Linked DNA regions of Mus musculus: region 2 is linked to region 1. The links are chromatin contacts, called in public HiChIP or PLAC-seq maps. All regions are on one chromosome and are shown on one strand. The core of a region is the stretch at or near the end of the contact, and the rest is flanking DNA. Distances in the headings are between cores, read along the strand shown.

Region 1 (6,116 bases), core at 1,967-4,466:
GGCTGGATTAAGAAGTAAGCTGTCGATGTTAAAGGAACTTAACTTCACCTTTATTATAAATTAAATGGCAGCATTTGATCAGCACTAGCCAGTCAATCTATAATTGAATGAGCATATCTGAGGAGCTCTAGTCCCATTTCCTTGCCAGTGGGTGTTTTTAACAAAAGTGTTTATTCTTTTAGACTTTTAACATCTCTTCCAGAAATAAGAGGATATCACATTTCAACTAAGTAACAAAAACAGCCTCTAGGAATGCTATAATATGTTTTATATGTATAAATGTTTGCCTACAAGTGAATGGGACAATTATTCCAAGAAGGCGTCTCCTGTTGTTAACTTGTAATTTGCTGAAGTCACTTTTCTGTGCTGTTACATTTGCCAGGGAAGCACTCAGCTCTCAGGCTCTGAGACAGATCATTATAGTTCAAATTAAGCATTGAAGTGGAGATATGTTACAGTGATTATAACTCACACCTTTTCTGTTCAACTCAAGATAGCCTAACCTGAATTCGGCATTAGTATTAATAATTTTGAAGGTTTAATTTCAGAATTAATTTAGATGTTAATTTTACCTGCCGATTTTTCAAGCAAAAATTATCATTTTACTACTTACTAAAAGGCTGTAAGGTGTTCTCCTGACAATTGTCTTCTTTCAAATTAATTTTCATATTTTTAAAAGATGCCTCAATAAATATACTCCTGCATTTACTGTGTGATGTCAGGCAAGCCAATTTCCATCTCTGTTACCCCTCCACTTTTTCCAATCAGATTAGCTTGGGCATTATAGCATTGACCTGATCTCTGTTAGAATATTAACAATACACTTCATAAATGCAATGAGACTTAGTATATTAGTATCTGCAAAGTTCTGAGAAACAGGCCCAGCTCCTAACAGTTTTCTGATGAGAAAGCAGGGTCTCAGGCCTTGGTGAGTGCTAGAGTCATGTTTAGCAGACAGGAGGCTCCGAATCTCTCCACTCTCAGCATCAACAAAAAACATAAAGAATTTTAAATGTCCTCTACAGTTATGTTGCTTCTTTGGGAGCAAAATCCAAGTCCAAACAATGATAAGTGCAGTTCTAAATGATTCAGGGCTTAGACCTAAAATTTTTCTTTGAAACCCATTTGTAAATAAAACTAATGAGGATTATACCTTCCAAAGAATGCCCGTGACAATTTCTGGATGAAGAAACATCATTTATATTGTCAAACCAAACTCTGTTTAGGTCAGCTATAAAAATTTTCTTCCTTAGTATTTTACTTGATGTAAAACATGCTTTCTCACATTACCTAAGCTATTCAATATTAAAATCAAAGCATGATAATGTTTTGGCTCCAAAAATTTAATATTTCTCTCTTCCTTTCAACCTTTTGTTGCAATGAAAAACTGTTATTTGCCATTATAAGGATTTTCAATCTCTGGCAAAATGATGAACAGAGCACATGCTCTATTTACCCAGTCTGCTCTACTTTCTGTCTCTCTGTCTCTCTCTCTCTCTCTCTGTCTGTCTGTGTGTGTGTGTGTGTGTGTGTGTCTGTCTGTCTGTCTGTCTGTCTGTCTGTCTCAGGCTGTGTCTCTCTTGCACACACACACACATGCACACAAGTATGTTAATGCCTCTAGAATCACAACAGATTTGTCTGAGAAATATGTTAGTCTGCTTCAACTAGAAAAGAAAACATAAAACATAATCTTGACTGTTGCTTCATTCTTTTTATAAGACCAATAATTCAGTTGTCTAATATCTACAACTGCTGTCTTTACAATACTCTCTGTTCCATACTGACATTTTTATACTATTTTTCTGTAAGTGCCATGTATTTCAAACAGTGTTGTGGGGAAGAGTTATTGCCAAGGACTCACTACATTCCTTATGAAACTGGGGAATGTGGAGAGATGCAGAAATGGTATTGAGACCATGTGTTCAATGCTTCAGGCTTTGGACCTAATCATGAGCTTTGAGATATTAAAATGTTCAGTGTATTCCATGGAAAGGGAAGGTAAAAGAATTCCTTGATGATGTTTTTCTAACAGTTTTTCTTAGAATTATAGTTATCCCAAATCAAGCAGTTCTCTTGTGTGTTCTACATTACTGGAAATGACAGTCTACAGTTTAAAAAGAGCCTATGTAATTTATGTTTTCAGAACGAAGGCTGTGAACAGTAGTGTTAAGCACGGCCTCTCAACTCTGCATCTGAAGCCTGGGACTAATTTTAACCATTTTGGGGGAGAATCAGAGAATGATGCAACTGTGGTATACTCAACCACTTGAACTAACTCGGAAATCTCCCACTCAGTGTTCCTGGCTCAGTATGTGAAGACAAATGCCCGAGACCTCTAATAAATTACTGTGTGTAAAAGCTACACGTACACAATAGAAAATACTGTAAGTATTAATCAAATGATCACACTATAATACCAATAAATAATGTATACTATAATTAACTCTATTATAAACAATTCCTGAATAGGCATGAGGACAAGGGTTATTAGCATACAAGGAACACCCTGATCCTTTCTCATCCTCCTTCTTCTGGCAAAAGGAAACCACTTTTGCTTGTAGGTCAGATTCAAAGCCTCTGCCAGTTTCCCATGTCACAGGCCTGTTTTCTTTTACCCTGATCATCTAGCTTAGAGTGTGCTGCTGACTGCTTCTGTGATTTGAATCCCATACCTTAAAATTGTCAGGATTCAATAATTAAAGGGGAAGAAAAGCTTAGGGTTTGGTATTAAAAAACTTTTACTGACATAAATATATGGTTTCAGAAATACATTTAGCAACACTTCCAAGAACAACAACAGAAAAAAAGTAGTTCTGAGAATCTCTTAAAGGCTGGCCCATTATAACTTTGAAAAAGGAAGTTTCCTCACCACAAACCAAATACATTGCTCTAAATGTACACAGTCTCATAAATTACACAAATGTTCTCTGCTGGGTGCCCCTAGCCACCACACCTCAGACAGAAAAAGAAAGAATGAGGCAGAAGTAGAGAATGAAACAAGGAAGAAAGAGAAAAAGAAAAAAGAGAAAAAGGAAGAAAGAGAGGAGTTGGGGAGATGAGGAGAGAGGGAAGAGAAGGAATGGAGAATGAAGAGACGGGCTAGGTTATCTGCTACATTTTAACAGCTCACACTTCCCCAGCCACTCTTCTCAGAGCTAATAAGCAAGGCTGCTTGTCTTACCCTGGGCTACATCCTGGAGCTGATGCCTACAACAGGCTGCTATACTATCATAGGAGAGCACAGCTTGCACCAGTGCCAACAGGCCTCAGGGGACAACCCTCCTTGTAAACCTACAGAAACCAACCCTTGGCTCCCACCAGCTTGCAGGGACCTCAGAAAGGCTTTTTGCTGTTTGTCCCCTCAAAGGTAACGGTTTTCAAGCCAGGGCCAAAGAACAAAAAGCTAAGGCCCCAAGTGACCACTTTCCCTTTTGTTTGGCCTGTTAGCCTTTTGCAAATGCAGAGTTCTAGCTACTGAGCAAGATGGCAGCCCAGGCTAGGAGGGGAGGGTTTCTGCTCTGCTAACATGGATGGATGACTGAGCTTTTGAGCCTACAACTAAAGGAAAAGAAAGAGAAGCAAAGTCTCCTCTTGATGGGAAATTCTACTCTTGATAAAGGTGCCACTGGGAGCCAATGTGGGGAGGAAGAGATGTGGCACCTCCACCTCATACCACAGTCAAAACCAAATCAGTCACAGGGCCAAATATTCTCAAGGGAAAAGTGAAACTAGCATAGTAGAAAGTGTTGGCGTTTGTCAGTGCTAAGGCCTTCCCAATCAAAGCACAGGGCTTGCTGAGACCTGGTTCTTCCCCAAGCCCACATGCTGGTGCTGTATAGACAACAGCATTCATTGGCTTTATGAGGACTTTTGAATCACCAGACTGTAACTTTGAGCAGCGTACAGGGAATGACATCCGAGGGTACAAGGGCAGTGTCTTTCTAAACCCCAGGAAGACATTAGTAACCTAGCAGGAGCACCCAGGTCAGCCCTTAGAATTACTTAAGAAGATTAAAGTAACTGCCTTGTGACCATGAACAACCCAAGCTTATTGACAGTTCTCTGGCCAGACATCACATAGCAGTTTAGAGAAAATGATTCATTTTAAGAGTTCCCCCAAAATAATAACCCCCCACAAACTGTCTTGACACAACTACACAGAAGCGATGAGGTAAACCTGAAGTAAAAGGTCTGAGGCTAAAGTTCCCCTATCCTGGCTTTTCAATGTCTCTGGAACATTCTACGATTGTCAGCTTTTATCTTTGACAGGGCAAAACGGTACTTTGTGACTTTTGCTATTCTATTATTTCCTGACTTAAAATTAAAGTGTATTTTATGGAGAGCCAAGAAAAATTCCTGACACATATCACTCATTATATGAAGAAACTGTAGATTAGTGCAGAAGTTCCTGCCCTGCTATAGCAATAGGGAAGCCACTCTCCACCTGTTCTCAGAGTCTGATCAAGAAAGAAAGTATTCATGCTGCTGTATGCTCTCCGTGAGGAGCAACCAGGAAGAGAAAAGAGCCAGGTGTCTGTCCTGGAAGCAGATGAAAGTTCCCCAGTCCAATAGAACATCTCAGAAGAGCTTAGGAGGTCTGCATGTCTGCAGAAGTGTCAGCTTGTCCGAAGGACAGACAATATTCAAGAGCTGGACCTCGTCTTAGCTACGGAAGGGACCCGCATGTTATCCCATGAGAGAGAGGAGAAGATGTACTAGGATTTGTATGTGAAGTTGTTAACCAGGAAATTCATATTTTAAAAAATCGAAGCAAGTTATTAAGCATAAAATGAAAACCACCATATAAAAGTGGATCTTTTTAATGAGCTGTCTTGTAAAAGTAATTACACACAGGCGTCTAGCATCTGGCACTACACTGCGCTCTGCTAGCACCACTTACATGGAAGTGAGGCTTCACAGCACACACTGCGCATGCAGACTGCGAGAAGGAGGAGTGTATGTGAGAAAGGATATACTAGCACACTATCCTGGCACACCAAAATAGTAAGTGTTAGTGCCCAGTGTCTCACTTAGCACTCTCAACACACCCAAGGTTAACAGCCATAAAACTACTCACCAAAAAGAAAACTGTTGTGTTCTAGAACCTATGTCTCAATATAAATAAATCAGTTCTTAACCTCCCTCCTCCACCCCACCGCCACTCACCATGTGTATCTGCCTCAATCTCTCTGCCCCCAAGAGCTGTCTCTCCACCTCTCCATACAGAACTCATGTGCATAACAGTACGCATACGATTGATATATACTTACATATTATATATGTAAATGACAAAACAAAATGCATGTTGAGTGGTAGAATTACTTATTTTTATAGTTTCATTTTCCATATTTTCTGCAAGCAATATGAGGTGCTCCATGAATAATTAGCTATTTCTCCAAGGTCTGTGTAAGACTTAAATCATGGAATTGGAAGCTTGGCATACTGTATCATTTATCATCCTTATGAACACTGTCTTTTTTGGTAATAATGATTATTAGAAACAGCAATTCTTTTCAGGGTTGCGAGTCATACAGCTAGATACAGAGTGCACATAGAGTATTCCCAACACTTCTAGTTCTGTGAGTCAAAAGGAGAAGAAATTTGTCACTGGGAAAGACCCATAGAATGCCTTAGAACGCACACTACAGCTTACTCTCCACTTCAGGAGACAAATGTCTAATCTGTGAATGGTCAAGAACCCCACATCTTTCTTTGCAGACAGGCCTCAGTATGACATGCGCACCACTCATATAATAAACGGGATAGGCCAGGAAACCTTTTATCCATGGGCCCTCTATGAAATAAACCTTGATTTTTTTTAACATGGTAAAGAATATCAGAGTTCATAGTTTCTATTTTCCACTTCAAGAAAACAGTGATTGGGCAGCTGAGCACAGCCAAGTTCACCTCCAGTGTGTCCAATGGGAGGAACAAAGTGTTCCAGAGCTGCTGAACTTGGTACAGGCATTTGGAAACCAGGGCAGCTATGTCCTGGAAAGCTTGGGGGAGAGCTTGCTTGTGACAAGAAACACCTTTCAGGAGGACTCTGTTCACTTTTCCATCATGGAGTCTTTGCTACTGGAGAAGCTTGGTGAACACGAGCCCATGAAAGT
Region 2 (6,116 bases), core at 2,347-4,846, 470 kb after region 1:
ACCTTATTTTGTCTAAGTTCCTGTGAAATAATATGCCATACAGGTAACTATAAATTTATATGTTTTGAAAATGGAAAAAATGGAGGAAGATCCGGTGGACTGGGCTTCTTTCTGCTCTCGGATGGAGGGAAGGAGATAGTCAGAAGGGCACAGGTAAGGGGGCATGGGCTTGATAGGCACTGGACCTGAGAAGAAGTGGGCAAGGTTAGGCTTGTAGCACACACACACACACACAAACTGACTTCATTTAGGGTCACTTATGTGTTTATGTGCTTAGGGTTGATTATTTGGGATTGGATAATATATCAGGACACGTCCTTGGAAAATACTGATTCTCAGTTTCTCAGAAACCACTAATTTTCTGTAGCTCTTCATACATGGGAGAGGCTTCCTTACCCTTCTCTCAACTATATTGGCATGACAATTGTTGTTTTTACAATGCAGGACTTGTCATAATGTTGTATAAGACTTCATGGATACTTATTCTCTGTCATAATATAAGAGACACCATATCTCAGAAAATGCCAGGCTCTTACAGTCTTTCTGCCCTTTCACATACAATGTTCTCTGAGTCTTAAGTGTGGAGGTTGTACTTTTGATGTAGGGTTGAGTTTCACGTATTTTGAAGTTCTATACATTTTAAATTATTGTGGATTTCTGTAATGGTCTCCATCCACTGCAAAAAGAAATTTCTTTGATGAGGGGTAAGACGTATTTTTGTCTGTAGGTCTAAGGATAAGTGTCTAGAAGACAGCCAGACATTGAAGTGCTTTAGGAAAATAGCCTTGGAGGGTTCTCTCTCTTCTAGGGTCCTTGACCTCCCATTTCATAAGGAGATGGCTAGGTTCATAGTATCAGCTCTGAGTTTCTTCTTACAGACAATGGTTGGTTGCCTGCAAGGTGTAAGTGCCACTACTGCACCACTGGAGACATATATACTGCACCACTGAAGGCTGGTCCTTGTTGAAATGTATAGATTTTACAGCTGGGTACCACTATTAGTTGCATTTTTCTTTTGTCCACTTGCATAGCACCTTCAGATACTGTGCAAACTAGTCATCCTGGAGAAAGTTTCTATATCATTTACAGCTTGATTCCTCAAAGTCTTGTGTCTGAGGTGTGTGGTGTGTTTAGCTAATAGTGTCTGGAAATCTAAATATAGATCTACTATGGTCAGGTATAAAATTCTTTGGCCATGTCCAAAAGATTTGACATCATCTTTTCCAGATGCTTGCTCAGTCATGTTCACTGTAGTTCTAGTCACAATATGTGGAAATAGAAACAACTTAAATGCCCATCAACTGATGAATGAATAGTGAAAATAGAACACATTCAGCTCTAAATAAAATAAACTCAGAAATTTAAAGGTCAATTGGTGAACCTAGACATATTTATATTGGGTGATAAAAGCCAGGACCAGAAAGACAAAAACAATTAAGACAAGTAAAATTCCTTCTTCCTTCCTTCCTTCCTCCCTCTCTCCCTCCCTCTCTCCCTCCCTCCCTCCTTTCTTTCTTTCTTTCTTTCTTTCTTTCTTTCTTTCTTTCCTTCCTTCCTTCCTTCCTTCCTTCCTTCTTTCTTTCTTTCTTCTCCTCCTCCTCCTCCTCCTCCTCCTTCTTCTTCTTCTCTCTCTCTCTCTCTCTCTCTCTCTCTCTCACTCTCTCTCTCTCTCTCTCTCTTTCTCTCTCTTTCCTAGCACAGAGAATAACATCAAAATTCAAGAAAGTACAAAAGGATTACGGTAAGTGTGGTAAAGACAGGAAAAGAACTCTACAGGGTGGGAAGGGGATAAGAGTCTGGTGCTTTGAAAAGGGTGTGGGAAAATGGTGATAAGGAGTGTAATACATGTGAAATGGAAGAAAGAAAAAATAAGGAAACATACAAGTTTACATTCATTTAAAATTACACACACTCACGCGCACAGATTAGTTACACTAATTGGGGTGATAATGTTACTCTGAAGAGCCACAGACAATCTATATTTAAAAACAAAAAACAGGGCCAGGCATGAGAAATCCCCCTTTGAGGTGGTGGTCAGGAGAGTCCAAGAATTTCTCAAAATAATATAGGTTATTGCGTTTGTCCTTGGCTTCTTTACAGAACTTGAAAGCAAAACTCTATTGTTCTCTTTTCCTTTAAAACAAGATACCTATTTTTTAGTTATTTAATATATTATATTTCATTTTTATCAAGATGCTTATATTGTTTTTAAGTAATTGTTGAAGAAATATTGAGTTTTTCATTGTTTTTTTTTATTTTGTAGTCTGTTGCAGTTTCTCTCTGTCTAATATTTATTTGCTTATTATTTATTTTAGAAAGGGTCTCATCATGTTGCCTTGGTTGGTCTAGAACTATGCACACCTGGCTGTCCCAGAACTTACATAGTTATGCCTCCAGGGTGAGATCCGAGGTGTGCACCCCCATGCCTGCCCCTGCCCCAGTCTCTGCTCTGTGGTTCTGAAAGCCTCTTTAGGTCCATGACACTTCCAGGGGAACTTTCCTTTACTTCTCAGGTTTCATAATAAATACTTAAGCCATATTATATAGTAATGACAGATTTTTAAATATATTTTTGTTAAAATATTTGGTGGTAATTTAACAGATCAATTTCCTTTACTATTTAACTTGAAGCTAGAGTTACTTTCATATAATCTTCAGTTCATAAAGTACCGAAAACAGAAGGTATCGGGCATCTAGCCAAGCATGGAGCACAGAGTTTTCTAGAAGATGAATTTGTCATAAATCACCATATTTAAAACAGAAAAAAATCCTTATGAACAAAGCATATATAAATACTGTATTCTTATATTAATTTAAATCTATAACAGATTATTAGCAAACTACATTTTATATGTCAGGCAAGCTTTTCATTCTAATAATCAAGAACCAAATATTAGGCATCCAGAGGGAAAACATCCTTCAGATTCAGGCTTATGCTGCTCTCACACAAGAATCTATCTGTCACCTCTCTCCCTCTCTCTCTCTCTCTCTCTCTCTCTAACTACTGCTGTCTACATATTCTGCATATCTACTATGTTTATGTCTGTTAAAGAGTTCATATTCTCAGACATGATTAATATCAAAGTCTGTATCAGCTCAAGAATGCAGTATTACTATTTTGGAACACAAAAGAGGAAATAACCTACAATTACTTCCTCAAAATTAAAAGCTCTGTTTTTATTGGAGCTTAGCTTTATCTCCCGGATACAATTTTAAATCTGTAAAATATTTTCTTATATGTAGACAAGTTACAATTTAAAATCTAGATAGTAGTATATAAAACCATGAATATTAAGCCACAAGCAAGATATGGTTTAATATCAAAGAGAAATTAAACTTTATGCCAAACAGAGTGAGTTAGAATGTCCAACAAAAACAGATATCATAATCCTTATACTCATTAGAGCTCTAAGCTAATTCTAATGATATGACAATCCCACGCAGATTCCCAATGCCTCTGGATTGCAGTAGGTTTATATCCTGTGAATCAAGGAATGTCACTGTTTAGCAGCAAAGTACACTATAGTACCCTTTGTTCCCCTTGGGATTTTGTGGTTATATTGCCATGGCCCCAAGTATCAAAAGTATGCATGATCAGTCTAGGACGTAAGAAAAATTCCAAATATAGCTACCTGTCTGCTTTCTACTGTCAATCCCCCTCTCCCTACACACACAATAAACATTCTGATTGGAGAATCAACTACTGTATGAACCAATCCCACTGTTAATTAATCCTCTGAATTAGCTAAGGCATGAGTCTGCAATGAAAGCATCTGAAAACTTAAAACAGAAATATAAACAAATGTGCTGAGATTGTTTTTATGTTTCCGTGCCTGTGGAGAGCTGTGAGCAATTACCATTACAAGCCTCCGCTGTGCCTAACTGGTAAACAAGTAATGTGCGCAGGTGCAAGAGTAAATTCGTGCCAAGTCACTGCCCGTCCCGGGGCGTAGTAGTGGGGTGATGAGTGAGCAGCTAATCAGGAGCTGACACATCACACGGAGGGGTATATAAGCAGCACCATTTTCCTTTGCATATGCTATAGTGGTGAATGTGTGTGTCTTCCTGCATATGTGCTTGTGCATGCATGTGTGCAGTTGTGTGTGCATGTACATGTATGTGCATGCATATATGTTTGTGTGCTTACATGAGATTTTGGAAGAGCTAGGTACATGCAGTCTCAAAAATGAGTCTAAATTCCACATGATGAGGAACTATCTCCATGACTCCTTCTCTAAACTGACTGAACAAATAGAGATGCACAAGTATTTGGCCAAAAGAAAAATAGGACAAGCAGGTATTATAATATAGTATGTAAAAGAATAAGGTATATGTAATTTAGCATGGTGATAGTATTTTTGTTTTCTAACATGATGTCTTGCCTGAGTGAGAAAGCTATTACACTCTTTAGAAAAATATAATTTCTTATATAGTTCATTTCTGTCCTGGGGATTCAGAGCTTGGGATAACTTCTCCTTAGGTAGAAGATTTTAGAACCAACTTGAGTTTCTCACTAATTTCTATTTCTAGCACAAAGTTAGGAGGACTTGCAGCTATATTTTTTAGATGGAAGGTAATCAGGTTTATATCAAACTTTATTACATTTCTTTAGTGTCATACATTCACCTTTAGATAGGAATCTACATTTCATAGAGAAAAGATAGAAAATGAATTTTTGCCTCCTAGCACTGCAGTATCTAGTAATAATATAAATAGAAAAAGCTATTCACATCATTTTAAGCTATTTTATTTAAATGTCTGAAGTATTCTCCATAAATTTTTCTTAGATTGAAGGCAGCCCTTCACATAGCTCCTAGTTTTATATAAGCTTTGAAAATTATGAGGAAAATAGATGTTTAACTTTATTTTTGCCATCTATTATTTCACAGATACCTCGTTCCTTATTATCCAGTATTAGTGTTTTACTAAGGAATATATTATGACTGCATTTAACTCAGATTGCTTCATGGCTTTTTTTAAAAGGCAAATGATTTATATAATCTGAAGAGAAAAGCGGTATTCAGTGTGATTTTTAAAGGAAGGTAATTTAACAAAAGACTCACATATCTAAAAAATTTTCATCAAAAGTAAAAAAAGTTATACTTTCCACACATTCTGTCGATCTCCCTAATGAAGCACACCTGTCCCCACACATTTTGATAAGACCATTATAAAGCTGGTCCCATTCTCCTATTTTATATATATGCTTCTGATCTTGAACTAAAAAGAAAGTGTATGCTAGGCAAAATGCGTTTTTATTTATTAGTGAGCAATATTTTCCAATCTATGCCCATGATATTTAGACTGTTTCCCTAAATTTTCTACACAAGACTCAAAGAATTTAATCAAGCTATTAAACAGAAAAGTACTAAAAATTATATATATATATATATATATATATATATACATATATATATGTATAATTTAGAAAATTCTTGAAAGGATATATACTTAGAGAACGAATATGTAATATTTCTAGGAAATAATGACCGAGCCTCCTCCCTGGCTCTGTCAGCCTAACCTCCTGATTCTCCTGTTGCTTATTTTCCAATAAGTGTGAGGCTGGATTTTAGTTTGTCCCTCCCAGGTGACAGAATTCTGCTTCCAAGATAAGGACATCAAAGCAATGTGATTTCCATCTTATCTCTCTTTTCCCAACTCGGAACCGATGGCTTTCATCTCATGAGAGTATTATATAACTGCTACTCTGCAGGGAATTGACCTCATCTCCAGCCAATAGCCAGCAAGAAGCCATGGTCTTCCAGTGGTCATGTGACTTAACCCAGACAGCCAATCGAGGGGCTTGAAAGTCGATCTTCCTGTATTAAGAGCTCAGACGCTGCAGCCACCGGATTCCAGGAATTCACTCAGGTACAGTTCTAGTCCTTCAGCAGCCCTTGCTTTATTATTATTATTATTATTATTATTATTATTATTATTATTATTGAGACAGAGGTTTTCTGTGTAGCCCTGGCTGTCCTGGAACTCACTTTGTAGACCAGGCTGGCCTCGAACTGAGAAATCCACCTGCCTCTTCCTCTGCCTCCCGAGTGCTGGGATTAAAGGCGTGCTCCACCATGCCCGGCTCATCATCCCTTTCTAGGGATCCAGCTAAT

Evidence for each region. HiChIP or PLAC-seq counts read pairs in DNA pulled down with a chosen protein or histone mark.
Region 2: an H3K27ac HiChIP or PLAC-seq map of large pre-B cells shows a contact between it and region 1, with 4 times the contacts expected there. The contact joins two enhancer-like sites. A contact is called at or near these places in 1 of 484 Hi-C or Micro-C datasets (bone marrow-derived macrophages) and 1 of 115 datasets of contacts at active chromatin or transcription factors (large pre-B cells).

Annotation. Positions count from the first base shown.
Region 1 is chr4:6,931,410-6,937,525 of GRCm38.p6, forward strand. The region is part of intron 1 of Tox (thymocyte selection-associated high mobility group box); the gene reads right to left. Among named protein-coding and RNA genes, the nearest start is that of Tox, 56 kb to the right of the region's middle. Within about 2 kb of position 3,217, at least 44 of the 459 cell types and tissues checked have an H3K27ac peak or open chromatin away from gene starts, as enhancers often do.
Region 2 is chr4:7,402,180-7,408,295 of GRCm38.p6, forward strand. No RefSeq gene overlaps it. Among named protein-coding and RNA genes, the nearest start is that of 8430436N08Rik, 160 kb to the right of the region's middle. Within about 2 kb of position 3,597, at least 7 of the 459 cell types and tissues checked have an H3K27ac peak or open chromatin away from gene starts, as enhancers often do.